Regions from separate parts of the Rattus norvegicus genome. Here region 1 is linked to region 2. The links are chromatin contacts, called in public Hi-C maps. All regions are on one chromosome and are shown on one strand. The core of a region is the stretch at or near the end of the contact, and the rest is flanking DNA. Distances in the headings are between cores, read along the strand shown. Region 1 holds the start of Tox (thymocyte selection-associated high mobility group box). Region 2 overlaps Tox (thymocyte selection-associated high mobility group box).

Region 1 (4,129 bases), core at 959-3,458, 300 kb before region 2:
TTGAACCCTTCCAGTGAACTTTCCTGTCCTATCTTCTGTTTCTTTGTCTCCTGTGTTCTACTGCCCTCCCAGCTTCCTCAACTCTGCAGTCCCATCTCAAGTATGTGTATAGCTTCATGCCCTATAGACACACTTACTCTTGCTCTTATACACACATACGACTGCTGCAAACTAGGGTCTGCATATGATAGAATGCAATTTTTGTCCTTTTGAGTTAACTCACTATAACACTTTCTAATTCCATACATTTTCCTGAAATTTTCTTGGTTTCATTTTTCCTTCACAGCTACATAGAATCCCAGTGTGTATAAGGACCACATTTTCATTATTCATTTGTGAATGTCTAGGAAAGTCTCTACTTCGTTGCTTTGCTGTTTTAAGTATTGTTTTGTTGTGATGGTTTTGGTTCTTTTCATAGCCATGTACAGCTTGTGTGTCTGTCTGTCTTTGCTTAGTACTATATGGAGAAATGAATGAGAAACTTAGCATGCTATGAAGAGAACTATCTCATTTTTAAAGTAGTGTTTACTCCAAGGTGTAGCTACTTAGATTTCCCTCCAGTGGAACGGAATATTACCATTCAGTATAATGTGGACCTTGGGCAGAATGTTAGACAGTGGTGGGTATTTTGAATTATTATATTGAGATGAGCATGCTGTAGTGTTAAGATCTCTGGTGGTGAATGCACTTTCTTCCCAGTAGCTCAAATTTCTCAGCATGCAAAGCTCAAACATCCCACTTTGACTCCACATGCCTCCTGTGAAAGAAATCAGGTTGCTTGTAGCATTAAGACACGGGTCCCTGGCATTTGGGTTTCCCATAATGGTAGCAGAAAGAAGTGGTATGGCACATCCAGTATGTCCAAGGAGTCAAGACACTGACAGGAAAAACCATTCCAGGTATAAACCAATCCATTTTTCTAGTGATTCAAGGGCCAAACAGAAGTTGATTATGAATCCTAGGGAAGTTTATAAAGCTCAAACTTTATATGGAATAATTTGATGATATCTGTTGATGACAGAAACTTGAGATTAGATATGTTTCGTTTAAAGCTCCAGGCTTTTCACACACACACACACACACACACACACACACACACACACACACACACACACACACAAGCATCTACAAATGAATTTTAAAACCAATGTTATGAACAGCCAAACTTCTTGTAATTGTTATTGTAAAGACCCTTAATAGAGGAAAGTTCATCTTTCCACTTATTTTGTGACTCAAAGGCTTTGAATGCAGAGAGAAAAATCTTTCCTGACTCTTCTTTTCCTTATGCCAACATCCATTGTCTTAGTCTTAAGGTAAGAGGCTGTGTTCTTGCTACCCATAAAAGTAAGACCGAGGACAACAGCTTAAGAGAAAGAGGCTACCAGAGGTGGAGAGCAACATCAAGGAATTGTTCCCAAAGGCTTTTGCTTAGAGGAGAGAACCCAAGGATGCTAATTTATCATCCTTACAGGGCATCTGTAGCTTCCCCTGATCCTTTGCATTTGACTGGTGCTCCTAATTATAGGGGAAGAGAAACCTGGAAAAGGCTTCAGAGAGACAGAGAGTAGCTGGCTACTACTCACCTTGCTCTAAAAAAGTTGGGGGTAGGTAAAGAGACTGTTTCCACACATTCTTCGACGCTGGAAACTCTTGGACACAAACTTCCAGCTTTTTTTTTTTTTTTTTTTTTTTTTTTTTTTTTTACCAGGTCTTGGGCCTCTGAGGTGTGCGGCAATGAGGAATTCACCCTCGTAAGGTAAACACTGCCCACTCCTATTTTGACTTCCCTCTGAAGTCTTTCTCGGGAGAATGGAGGGTGTCCACTGGACAGTCATCAGGGCCCCCAAACGCTCCCAGATGCCAGGGGACACAATGTTGCAAGTTTGGGGGTTGACGAAGTAAAACTAAATGTGGATGGTATCCTTATCCTACCTGCCAAGAGAGAAAAGGGAAGCAGACTGCAGGTTATGGAGGCTGGGGTGGGAAGTGAGGCTCCAAGAGTACTACAGGGAATCCAGCAGGGAAAGTATAATTCCAAGAGGCAACTAACAGTCCCAGATGTTAGCTCATGGTGTGCTGATAACTGTTTCCTTATTTACCCTTCTTAGCACCCCTAGGGTCTTTTTGTGAGTCCACCAAGGGCAGGCTCAGCCTCCGCAAACCCTCCTGTGGAGTACCCAAGCAGAGTGCGGATGCCCTCTGAGCACTAACTCCAGGAGCACTGCTCATCGCACTGCGATCAGCTGGGGTCCCTTGGTCAGTTGCCCACTAGCATGAAGCAGAGGTTGCGCTCCCTGCAGGCTCCGGAGCAGCGCTACGGGACACCCTCTCCTCTACCTCCCGCGTGGTACAGAGGTTGGCAGTGCAGCTACTCCAGGCGGGAGTAAGTGGTGGGGGAGTTCGGAGAATGGGGTGGGGAGGTGGGCGGGACTGCGGGGTGCTGGGCGGGGGTGCGCCACAGCGCCCCCTTGCTGTGTGAGCCCCGCGGTGCCCCAGTCAGCCCGTGCTCCGACTCTCCAGCCCCTTTGTGTGATTCTATCCACCTCCACGGCACCCACCCGGAGGTGCTGCCTAGGGCAGGGACACTGCCCGGGGTCCCACCACTACTGCTCGGGCCTCATTTTCCCTCCTCTGCCCCCTGCAGTTGTCCCTCGCCTGACCCCGGTCCCCAACTGTACCCTTTGGGCCGCGTCCCGCTGCTGTCGCCACCCCTCCGGTCTGAGACTCTAGTGTCCTCCGATCCCGATCTCCCCCCACCACACTCACACCCCATCATTCCCCCATCCCAGGCCTCTAACGTGGAGAAAAACCAAAAGCAGAGCAAGGCAGAGACTCCAATAAAACGCCCAGAACCCCGAGCCCGAGCGCGAGTACCGGGCGGTGAAGGGCGCAGGAGGCGGGGATGGGGCGGCGGGCGGGGGGGACAATGAGCGCGTGAAGTTACCTGCCCGGCGGCGGGCCGAGAGCGCCGGGGCCGAGCGGACCAGGCAGGCTGCGCGCTCGGCGTGGACGGGTGCGCGCCGCGGCTTAGGGGGGGAGAGTTGAGCACTTTTCCACCCTCTGTGCGTTTTTTTCTCTCTCTCTCTCTCTTTTCTCTCTCTCTCTTTTCCTCCTCTTCTTAAACAAACCACAAACGGATGTGAGGGAAGGAAGGTGTTTCTTTTACTCCTGAGCCCAGACGCCTCTCTCTGTTCCGTCTAAGCTTTTTTTTTTCTTCTGAGCACTTTTTTTTTTTTTCAAAAAGGAAAAGAAAAGGAGTTGCTTGATGTGAGAGTGAAATGGACGTAAGATTTTATCCACCTCCAGCCCAGCCCGCTGCTGCGCCCGCCGCTCCCTGTCTGGGACCTTCTCCCTGCCTGGACCCCTACTATTGCAACAAGGTGAACACTCTGCTTTTGTCTGCACCGATTCTGGCGGCTCGATCCCGGGAGGGGGGCAGCGGTGGCTGGACCGCGATGGGGCCCGCTGGGCGGACTGGGCCGGCTCGCAGAGGCCCGTTCCGGGAGCGCTCGGTCGCAGCCCGCGGCGGCGCTGCGTGCGCTCGGGTAGTAAATATTGTGGAGCAGCTCCGGGGGTTTGCCAAACAACGCGATTGTGCGGAAAGTGACACGATTTGCTCGTATTCTTTCCTTCCTGCTGTTCGCCACTAAGGATCCCTGCTTAGGTTTGCCGGGAGACATTTAAAAAAAAAGCGAGCGATCGAGAGAGAAAACCCACGGAATACTTTGGGGGTGTGTCTGGGGTCTGGGAACTGAGGCAGAGTAGGAGAATTCAGTTTATATTCTAGTTCCTACTTCTCCCTCCCTTTCTTGGACAGCGGGGGCTCGTGGCATCGCTTTCTTGCTTCGGATCACTTGCCAGAGGAGCAACTAGGAGTGGGGTACCCGGACCCCGGAGGCTCCGGCGTTCCCGCACCGTGAAAATTATTCTGTAACTCTTTTGTTTTCTGTTCCGGCCACAGAACCAGAGTTCCGACGCCGGCCCTCGAGGCCCATGGCGCAGTGGGCTAGTCCGATTATGATTTGGGGGAATAGATCTCGTTTGGGGTGTGTGGAAATAGCAAGTTTACAGGAAGCCAGCCCAGCTCTTTGCATTCAAGTGTAAAGCTCCGACGCTCTTTGCCTGGCTG
Region 2 (4,162 bases), core at 1,657-4,156:
CACACTTGCCAAGCCTAAGCAAACACCAGTGCATCCCGTTCCTAAAAAGATACGAAGAGCTATTTTTCACTTCTCCATTCCAAAACATTTAACCACCACCACCACACCACACACACCCGCTAAAAACCAAATTCAAGTTGAGTCACTCAAAATTCCTCAAGCCACATGCTTCTCATAGCATGCAGAAAACATTTAAGAATTGACCAAGGGTTCAGGAAGAGGTCAAAGAAGGATATCATGTCTAGGATCAATCTAGAAATGAAGGACTAGTAACCAGATCAGCTATAGAAATAGGAAAAACATGGAAACCGGAAGCAGTTGCTAGAAACTGTGAAATCTGCTGTCCCTCTCCCCTCTACTCTCTTCTTCCTCTTCTATGCATCCTGAGTCCCTGTAAGAGATTTGCCTGAAGGTGTTTGCATAGTTCTGATAGCAGAAGGGAAGGGTGAGGAAATGTTTCCCTTCCACGGGCTTCTGTCACGTAAATTCATCTGGCTGGACATGAAGAGAATGATTGTTTTGCGGAATGAAATAACCTCAACAATTTAAATACAAATATATCATGTAATCCAGTCAAAATTAAAAAGACAAAAGTCTTGCTTGCTTTGGATTGGTTTTTCAGACACTGTGCGAGTTGAATCACTTGGCATGTAATGACTAATAAATAATGCACATTCAGTGTTATTATTAAAATGGCCGGGGTCGAGAGCTCAAATTTTCCTGTCTTGATACTGTATAAGAATTCGTGTGATTAACTTCCCAGTTTATTGTTTGGCTGTTTAGTATTTTAGAAATATACCAGCATTATTAATTAACTAATGCCTTTTATTATTGTATTATGATAAAATATTACTTTCTCCTACATTAAGTCCAAACTGAGAAGAGTCCGACCAGCTAAGATAAGAGGTGTATCAGGAGATTGTCTGCAGCTTTTCCTGGCAGGCGAAAAGAAAAAAATACATCAAATGTGAAATAAATTATCAATTAAACTCTCACTGTACATGACTGTATTCTACTCAGACTTGAAAGGACATTCCCAGTGAAATGATGAATCTCATGTAAACCTCAGGCCAGAAGTGACAGAGTGCAAGACGCATGAACAGCTGTGATGGCCTCAAAGGTTCTTGAAGTTTTCTCACCAACCAAAGAAATTGGTTGTTTTTAATTCGGTCATCTTCAGACACAGATAACTTATATAACTTGCTACTCAGAGGATCAATGGCTCCTGGGTAAAGAGAAACATTATTTTAGGATTCAATAATGGTACTGCATCTAAAGTATCATCACTGGTCTATCCAAAATCATAATGGTGGCTCAACGGAGGAAGAAAACTGTGCCAGCGGGGAGGACTGGGTTGCATATCTAACAGGATTCCTGAGTTACATCTACATGCAAGTGAGTTGACAATAGAAAAATGAGTCAGATCATGACTTGCATGGGAATCCAATTCAGGAATAGAGCTAAAGAGGAAGTGGTGTTCTGTGATAATTATTATTTGTTTTCTTAGAGGCAAGAATTTCCTCTACGTGGGACAAGAGCTGTCCATAAAACACCAGAATTGAAAAAGCAATGTGTACCATCCTAGGGCAAATTCACTGCCCAGAAATTTTTAAAACTTAAGAATGCCAAACTTAGAATTAATGCCACCATCTCTCTCCTTCTTCCGTGCGGACGAGTTTTTCCTCTCACTCAAAAAGTCATTAGCTTGACCCATGTGTCTTGGACAGTTCTCACCTTTTGTACCAGCACAAGAAGCCATTTCTGTGCTCCACCAGAAGGATGTTGCAACTAAAGACAGCTACACTTTTAGCTGTAGCTTTCAATAGACTTTCTAAGTACTTTACAAAGCACTAAGCAAAATACACTCAAAAAGTAACTGGCAGATGGTTTCCATATTACTCCACTTAGAATCCATCTTAGAAAGCGCCAGCCTGGTAAGAAGTATAGTAAACTGACTGAGTCCGGTAGATCCCAGCATCTTTGTTAGAGGGAAGTTGCCGGCTACTAAAACAGGAAAACCTGTAATGGGGAGTTGTCCTCACATCATTGTTTATAGAACTGGAATTGACTACATTCTTATTCTACTGTGAATCCTCCTTTTTAAGTGAGCATAGAAGAACAGAAAACTCCCTTACTTGCTGATGGTTGGACAATGAATAACAGTGGCAAAGCAGGACACAAAAGTAGGGTAAGTTCAGCCTAAGTATGTAAACTCATGTAAGTCAGTCATGGCCCAAATCTCTCTGCCTGCTCTTCCCCCTTTCCTCCCCCTTTCCCTCTCTCTCCCCTTCTCCTCTTCCCCTGGCTCCTTGAAAGTGAATGATTTTCATATCCCTACCTGGAGTACTATAGCACGCAGCAGGTCCAAATTTAATGTTATAAAAAGCAAGAAAACATCGCAAATTATCCTCCATGTAAATTGTGTTGTGCTTCCTTTCAAATATAAAAATGAATGAAATATTTGCTTAAAGGGAAGCATTATGAAGAGGAAAAGAAGGAAATATTGCACCAAGATACCTAAGACTACAGAGGTTTGAAAGAGCAGGGCATGGTGGCACATACCCTTAATCCCAGCAGCCCTTGGCAGGCTAAGGCAGGAGGATCCATGCTAGTTCAATCCAGCCTGAGGCAGGAGGGTTGCTTCTGGTTCCAAGTCAGCTGGGTCTGCACAGCAAGTTCCAGGTGAGCCAGGAGTACAGTAAAACTTCTCTTAAGAAAGAAGGAAAGAGAAAGAAAGACAGGAGAGGGGGAGGAAGGAGAGAGAGAAAGAAAGAAGGAAAGAAACGAAAACATTTCTTTCTAGTTGTGACAAGCAAAAGATAAAATATATGCCCCTCAGCACAGGAAGAAGATGCAAGTGAGGAGAAGGTGCTAGACATGTAGGAGTGCTGGGAGCAAGAGAGCTCTCAGTAGACAAATGTATGGATGCTAAATTCAAACAGGCTGAGGGAACAGGATAGTGTGGGTAGACTTGGTACAGGGATAAAGGATTCATTTTCTGGATCCCACCTAAATGACACCAGGAGAAGAAAAAGTAATAGCGTCTTTAAAAGATAGTCAAAGGCAATGTTCATGCTTTCATCTGGCACCGTTTCTTGGTGCAAACAAATACATCTCCAGGTGCTGGGAAAGAGGACGGAGAGGGAGTTTGGGACCCTAAGAGAAGAAAGACCTTTAGTACTGAGTTAGAGGAAGTGGCATCTACTGTGTACAGATAGGATCAATTCCACCATCATTTTATACTTAACCAACCCTTTGTGTCCAGCCTCAGAGTATGAGCAAAGTGCAGTTGAAGAGCGTGTTCCCTGGTGGACACTCAAGACCAATGATGGGTTGTATTTCACCATCACCAGAGACAAAGCTAATTCCAGAAGCCCATCAGCATGCTCATTCCCCATTTATCAACAGCTTGCTTTCAAAAGTGAAATTTCATTCACACTGACATGAGGCCAAAAAGGGGTTAAAAAAAAAAAGGACCAGACAATAACATGGAAAAACAACCCTACAGGGAAAATAAAAACACATTTCTAAACCTTCTATGAACAAAACTACAGTCTTTGTAAAGTCTGGCATGGCCCTGTTTGACAATCGTGTGTTTACAATAAGCCCAAACATAATTGCTGTGATGGGCTGTCAGGGAAAAGATTAATTTGGCAAAGATTAGTATTGACTTGCTGTTTATTAAGGCTTTTAAACAGCTGTATCTGGCAGCATTCCTGTAAGTGGCTGTCATCACTGGAAAAGCAGCCTCACACCCCGGTGCCCGCCAGCTGTTACTGCACAGTCTTGCACGGCTCTGAACATCTCTCTCCAGGCCAAACGGCGAGTACAACTACTGCCAAATAAGCCTTTTCTTCCTCCTGTCACATTCTTTCTTTGGTGGGGATGGGGAGCCGCTCAGAGCTGAAATGTCAGCTCAAACCTGATGGTTTGAGCTGATAAAGGGGGCCGGAAACCAGTAGGTGGTTTTGGGTGCTAGGTGAACACAAACCCCACATAAGAGTGCTGCACTGTTAGTCACCTCACACAGACAAGAAAACCACAGCCTGCAACTGTTGTTGGCAAAAGGTTTTAAAGACAGAGATGTGCTAGCAAAGGTTTCAAGCCATTAGCATTCCAAAACATTTTATCCCCCCCCCCCACTTGAAAAAGCCAAGGGGAA

The links. Hi-C and Micro-C count contacts between places; a contact is called where the count stands out from the background.
Region 1: a contact with region 2 is called in a Hi-C map of prefrontal cortex, with 4 times the contacts expected there. The contact joins the promoter of Tox here to the enhancer-like site in region 2. A contact is called at or near these places in 4 of 12 Hi-C or Micro-C datasets (the Rat2 cell line, Schwann cells, frontal cortex and 1 more) and 1 of 1 datasets of contacts at active chromatin or transcription factors (oligodendrocytes).

The regions. Positions count from the first base shown.
Region 1 is chr5:24,966,833-24,970,961 of GRCr8, reverse strand. Tox (thymocyte selection-associated high mobility group box) reads left to right here and starts at 2,208. Exons shown (of 10, transcript NM_001108654.1): 1 at 2,208-2,383; 2 at 3,245-3,380. The coding sequence starts at 3,279. LOC134478930 (a long non-coding RNA gene) reads right to left here and starts at 3,081. Exons shown (of 3, transcript XR_010051699.1): 1 at 2,945-3,081; 2 at 1,584-1,932.
Region 2 is chr5:24,668,400-24,672,561 of GRCr8, reverse strand. Tox (thymocyte selection-associated high mobility group box) reads left to right here. Exons shown (of 10, transcript NM_001108654.1): 10 at 1-75. Among named protein-coding and RNA genes, the nearest start is that of Nsmaf, 300 kb to the right of the region's middle. Within about 2 kb of position 2,906, at least 14 of the 93 cell types and tissues checked have an H3K27ac peak or open chromatin away from gene starts, as enhancers often do. A contact at or near this core is called in prefrontal cortex, where this site is marked.